Regions from separate parts of the Mus musculus genome. Here region 2 is linked to region 1. A link is a contact called in public Hi-C data. All regions are on one chromosome and are shown on one strand. Each heading gives the region's core, a stretch centred on a gene start, on an enhancer-like site or on the middle of the called end of the contact. The rest is flanking DNA. Distances are from core to core; before and after follow the strand shown. Region 1 has its middle 62 kb from the start of Gm25698. Region 2 has its middle 19 kb from the start of Eldr.

Region 1 (3,325 bases), core at 609-3,108:
ATTTGTTTATTTTGTGAGTCTATTTATAACCCTTATTGAATAGTTCCTATGATCCAGTGCTGTATTAGAAACCAGAGGTAGAACAGTCACTGAGACTGCTCTATAAGAAGTTATGTATGTATTTTACAGAAGTGTCTCCCAAAGGTTTGGATGTTGAATGCTTGGCTGTCAGGTCATAGTACAAATGGGAGGTGGTAGAACCCTTAAGAGGTGACACCTAATAGGAAGAAGGTAGGACCTAAGAGACATACTTTTGCTGAGGATATTGGGACCTTTGTTCGTTATGCTCATCTTTCTTTCAAAAGACAAGCAGCTAACTCTGCCTTTTACACTTACCATTGATGCATAGTGCTGCCATCCCAGGTCCCAGAGTGAGACATCTAAAGATGAGATGTATTGAGCCTTTCCTCCAAGTAAGTTCATGGTCTCAGGTATTCTATCAGTGAAGGAAAGTTTACATTTTAATTCCTGGAGGGAAAATCTGGCATTCCAAAATATCAAAGTATGTGAGGGAAAAACAAAGCAAGGAAAAGGAATTGATGAAGGGATTGTGATTGTTATGTTGTCTATAAAGCCCCATAAAGAAGTGATATTAAAGGAAAGGCACGAGTGAGTTGATATGATAATCCATGAGCCTATGGGAAGGAAGAAAACTCCTGGTGGGAAAGTTCCTACAGCTGACAGAAAATTAACTTATGAGCATACTTGGTGAAGAGCTTTGAAGACTAGCAAAGAGAACAGAATGGCTGAGAAAGAGAAGGCAATTGGAAAAAAACCCAGGGACAATTGGAAGTAAAACCGTGACCTAGCTCTGAGAAGACCACATAGACCACAGAGAAAAGAGATCTGGGTTCTGGTTTTAATCTGTTTGTAAGCCACCGAGGTAATTTGAGGAAGAGTATCTCATTGGTGACTTGAATCTTAACAGATTTGCCCTGGGATGCTATGTAGGGATCAGATAATAAAGGAAGAAGACAGAGGTCATGTGATCAGTCTGTGAAGTCTGTTAATAGTTCACAGTGGCAATGTCATATAGGGCAGAGCTATGGCAGTCATGATAGAAAGTGGCTGGATTCTAAAATATGCCAAGGACAAAGTAATCACAAGAGACTGATGAAGGTGTAGGAGAAAAACAGGGAAGGACAGGAAGATCTGTCAGCAGGCTGGAACACAGCAAAAGGCCAATTTATATTTACTGGAGCAAGTAAATACCATTTTCTGATATATTCTTTAATAAATTGGAATACATTATGGTCTGAGGTCATGTATTATGTGACTTAATACACCTACCACCATGTACACTCTTCATATACATTAAGAACACACTAATTATTTCTTCTGTAACTGAATGCTCATGTTAGCCAGAGAGGAAGCATGGAATTGCTTTAAGAGGAACTGGGAGCAGTGGCTGCCAGTTGCTTTGAGTCACTGTTTCTGATCCTGACCAGCCTCTTCCTTTGTGTTCTTAAGTCATACCTCCAGTTCCTAAACTCACTCAGCTTATAAGGGACACATATTCAAGCCATGGAGCTCATGGACCTCATTGACAAGCTGTAAGTATATTTCAGACACATTTGGAGTGTTGATGTATACAATAAGAACAAATCGAGTTCAGCAGGAAATTGGGACCACAGCAGATGCTCTGCTTTTTGTAGGTTTCCAAGAGTTCAACCAAGAGGAAAAGGAGCACGGCCATTGTCTTCTGAGAAACAAAGATGAATCTTGCCCAAAATGGAGAATAGGCAGAGCTCTAATTCTTAAAGTCTCATTGAAATGACCCTGTGTGTGGGGAGTACAGATGAAGGGCTGAGTGGGAATGGCAGGATTTTAACCTGACCTACTAAGGCTTGTCTGGGATACCAGCTGCTGGGGTTGACTGGAGTCCAAAGACTTGGACTGAGAGAAAAGGAAATCCCAGGGGCCAGGACTGGCCTTTCAGGGTTTTTTTCTTTTCCTGCATCTTAGAATAGCAGAACTCACAATTGGCATGTTCTGTGGTTTCCTTGTATGCTGTTTCTTGTTCCTCAGCTCTGTAGCAAATCCATCCTTCCTCAATCTTACTGTTAACTGACTTTATGTTTACCCTAGAGTTAGTTCTTAACTGGGTGGTATCTCTGCTTTCGCATTTTAGGCAACTAATATTTCTTTCTCCCTACACCAAGTACATTAGCATAGCGTATGAATACTATTTATAAAATAACCACAGGCAAGACTGCACAAAGGAGGAAAACATGCCCTGTGCACACAACTGCCACATACAACCATACCACAATCCAAATAGTAGCTCTGCAATCACTTCCCAAATTTATGTGCGTGACACAAGATTGAACACACAAGCTCTTAAACTTTTAAACAGAATTTGAAGCTATTTTCAGTGGATTTAGTTTAGTGAGATGAATACAAAGCTAGTCTGGTGAACAAAAAGCCATTTGTGGAAAAAATATTCTCACTCAGTCAGTTCAATAAGACTCAGTGATTTAGAATGTGGTAAGGTACTTGGTTATTTCATTCATTTCTGTTAAGATTAATTTAATACTGAGAAAAGTGATTTTGGTATTCAATTCCAAAACACAGCTAATCAATTCTGGTGCCTAGGAATGAGTTTTGAGTTATTTTCATGTTGTACTTTTTAAATAGATCTCCCAGGTTTATTTCTTTTGCTTGGGTCTTTATTTTGATGCATCAAAGACACAAGGGGTAGAGATTTCTTGACTGATACAGGGATTTTTCCATCTACAGAAAAATGTTTCATGTATGTAAAAGTCTAGGAAGTTTGAATTGATGTCTTAGTATGAGACCATGGACAGTGGTGAACAAGAAGTTGAATTATAAAATGGCGAGAGAAAACTTGAGCAGGAAGGAAGTGTTGGGGAACAACAGTGGAAATACAGAGGATTGTGAGAGGCAAGAAATACTCAGAGGCTGTGGAAGTTGTGAACATTGGTAGTGCTGAATTCTGGAGTGTAAAAAGAGTGAAAAGATGTGGTGAGGCAGAAGACAGGCATCCTAAAAAAGCCAAGACAACAGGATGTTCACTGGACCCTTTAGGTCAATGAAAATTACTGAGAATTAAAAGAGAAATACTATGATAAAAACATAAAATAATCAACTTTTATAATTGAAATATTAACTTAATAAATTTAAGATGTAGTCTAGAACTATGGAAAGGAAGTGTAATCTATTCAGCTTTACTATCTTTAAGTAGCTTTTTTTAAAAAGCACATATTATTTAATAAGTTTCAAGTATAAAACATTCTTTGATCACATGCTTTTAATAGGCAATAGTAGGAAGTTGGAGTTGTGATCAACATTCATAAAATAACAA
Region 2 (3,293 bases), core at 790-3,289, 260 kb before region 1:
GGGGGAATAATAGGAGTCATTTCAATGTGAAGGGATCACGGTGTGAGAGAGTGGGGAACTCCTGGTATAGGCTGCTCAACTGAGACCTGCAGTAGAACTTCTCTTGGAAAGAGTTTTCAGTGATGTGTTGTTGGTTGTTGATTCTTTCAACTTACAGAAGCTCTTCTCTATGGCCATTGACAGTATAATTCCATAATGGTAGTGCTATGGGTGCCATTTCATCCTGTATCTAAGAGGAGGGTTTGGCTGCTAAATGAAATAGGAGCCAAACATCAGGACCACACCAAAGTTTGGTTCCCTTGGCCATTACTGAACACTCATGATGTGCTGATTACCATTCTAGGCACCAGAAATACAGTGACTAATGTGGTATAGTCCTTGATTCGAAGGAGACCTTCAGTATAGGAAAAACACATATAATGAAAATTTCAATAATAATGAACACATGGGAATAAAAGTATAGTTATGAAAGCTTTGAAAGAGCCAACATTCATTACACCCAATCAGACAGAAAATGTCTTCAAACTAAGAGGAATGCAGGACACTTACTACCGTTGTCCCAGTGAAATCTCTAGGGTCTAACACAATTCCAGACCCCTAGCAGATCCTCAGTAATATTTGTTGAGAGAAATAATACTGGACTGACTGAGTAAAAGCTTTCCAGTAACAAGATATGAGCACATAGTTTTAACCTGGCTGACACTCCAAGGGAATGTTTCAGAAAATGAAAAACAAAGAATTATCATTTGTGGGTGGGTGCAAAAACATAACAACCCACCCACTGAACAACCTCCCTGAAGGCCTATGTTTTAGGCTTTTTTATTAGGTTCTTTTACCCACCACCCATCTACACTTCAAGCCTTTCTGACCACTGAACACTAGATCAGTGAGATAGAATGATAGAGGGGAAAGGGGGCATAGACTTCTTCCTGATGATTAGGGGCATTAAACTCCTAGGAGCAAATCCAATGTTCATCATCAGGATAGTTCCAACCAGCAATCCAGCAAACTGGCAATCCAGCAATAGCAAAAGCAGCAAACAATAGCAGAAACAAGCAGCAGCAACAGCAGGAACTACTACCAGCAGCAGCAACATAGCAGTGACCTGGAGCAGTGGAGGCAGTAGCTGCCCCATGTCCTCTCAGGGCTCATCAAAGAAATCAAGGTGGACCAATGTAAGAATGTCGTTCATTGTCTGTTGGATTATATGTACACACCACACGACACAACTGAGTCTCCAATGAAACCAGAAATTCTACTTCACACCTATCTAGATTGCTTAGTGATCTTTGCTATCGTTTCCCAGATGCTATGCAGTTTCTCACCAAATCTACTTTCTAGTTCTGTAGATGAACTCCTTCAGCTGGGCACAGATTCAGTTCCTGGTTTCCAGTCACCCATCCTTGGATTAAACTCTGTTCTTTGCCCCTGCCAGCTCTACAGGATATTGCTCTCTACAGAGGAGAGAATGCACTTAAAGTAGAATGTTGACATTCCTGGTATCCCTACAGCCAAGAAGAAATTCTATGCTATATTTGGATGCCATTTAAATTATATAGTAATACACACTTTAAAAAGTCCTTTATTTTTTCCTGATTTCATGCACATAAAATGAAAAATGCCTGTCTAAATAGACTTAATATTTGTGTTATTCCAAATACATGTGTTGAAGTCCTAGTATCCCAATGTAATGGTAAGTGAGAATCAAATGTTTGTGAAGTAGCTGAGGTCATGATAGTGGCACCTCAGTGCTGGTACCAATTCGGACATAGGATTTCCACTGCTGTGAAGAAACACCATGACCAAGGCAACTCTTAAAGAAAAAACATTTAGTTAGGGTTCGGTTACTGTTTTAGAGTTTTAGACCATTATCATCATAGTGGTAAACACGGCAACATACAGGCAGACTTAGTGCTGGATGAACAAAGAGTTCTACATCTTGATCCAAAGGCAATCAGTGAGACAAAGTGTCACACTGGCCAGACTTGAGCATTTATTTGAGACCTCAAAGCCCTGTCCCCACAATGACATACTTCCTCTAATAAGGCCATACTTCCTCCAATAAGGCCACAGCGAATAGTGCCACTTCCCATATTCAAACCACTAGAAACCCTCAGGATTCGATTAGTGTGTTTGTACCAAGAGAAAACAGAGAACATTTGTGCTGTTTCTTTTTCCTAAGTCTGCACACACAAAAGGTCCTGCAAACAGGAAGAGAATGTTCACCACTCAGTGGACCAGACACCAACTTGATTTAGGACATTTGTCACGAGCACTATGAGAGTGTATCTGCTGTGAGGAGTATGTAGTTACTAAGGAAGTCAGGGCTCACTACTACATTATCACTTGTAAGAATTGTAAGGCATTCTATGTCTACCTGTTCTATTTTTGTTCATCTCAAGAACTTGGACATTATGCTCACTACCTTCCTGGTTCCTTCAGATGGAATTATTTTCCAGTGATAGTTTAGTCCTAAAGACAATGTTCTTAGGACTCTATTCTGAGGAGAGAGATCAGAACAGAAAATTAAACAAGAAATTATTGCATGTATAGTTGTGACAAGTGAAGGGGAAAGGGTATTTAAGTGACTTATATTTCATGCTATTCCATTACATTTTAAAAAAATAGCACATATTACAAAAAATCAACCAATTACAAGTATAAAATAAAGAGTAAAGTCCCATCTTGCTACTTTATTATAGTATTTTCACTCTTCTTACTAGAGTTCTCAGCTATTAATGATTGACATTATTTGTTTTGGATGTCTCCAGATTGTGTGTGCATGCACAGAGATAGGTAAATTTACATACTGTCGGGGATAAGCATTGTACAATGTTAAAAATTGGAAGATAAGCCACAGTGGTTTCTTTTTTTTTTTTTCTTTTTTTTTTTAAGTGTAAGGTCTTTAGATTAACTTATCAAACAAAGAGTAGGGAAGAAAATTCAGATTAATAGCTCAGCTGAAAGCTTTCTCCCCTGTAGCCTGACAACCTGCCAAATAAACAAACAAAAAAACCAAACAAACACCAGCACTGTCAAGGGAAGTATGTATCCTCAGTCATTAGACCTGCAGGACCAAAATAAGTTATCATAGAATGTACTTCTCCGGGTCCAGGGAGCCACCAAGAAAGGACTCACACTTATCAGGACAGCTCTCCTTTACTCTTCTTGCACACAGCACCACCTGAAAACTGTTAGAGTCAGAGGAATCTGAGGAGTTTACCTTTCAACTACAATAATAAATGTGACCACGTCTGAGTTCTACATAAATACTCCAAATATGTCAACTGAGA

Evidence for each region. A called contact is a pair of places that touch in the nucleus more often than the background predicts.
Region 2: a Hi-C map of bone marrow-derived macrophages shows a contact between it and region 1, with 2.2 times the contacts expected there. The contact joins two enhancer-like sites. A contact is called at or near these places in 3 of 484 Hi-C or Micro-C datasets (the C2C12 cell line, bone marrow-derived macrophages and macrophages).

The regions. Positions count from the first base shown.
Region 1 is chr11:16,668,589-16,671,913 of GRCm38.p6, reverse strand. No RefSeq gene overlaps it. Among named protein-coding and RNA genes, the nearest start is that of Gm25698, 62 kb to the left of the region's middle. Within about 2 kb of position 1,858, at least 41 of the 459 cell types and tissues checked have an H3K27ac peak or open chromatin away from gene starts, as enhancers often do. A contact at or near this core is called in bone marrow-derived macrophages, where this site is marked.
Region 2 is chr11:16,931,132-16,934,424 of GRCm38.p6, reverse strand. No RefSeq gene overlaps it. Among named protein-coding and RNA genes, the nearest start is that of Eldr, 19 kb to the left of the region's middle. Within about 2 kb of position 2,039, at least 26 of the 459 cell types and tissues checked have an H3K27ac peak or open chromatin away from gene starts, as enhancers often do. A contact at or near this core is called in bone marrow-derived macrophages, where this site is marked.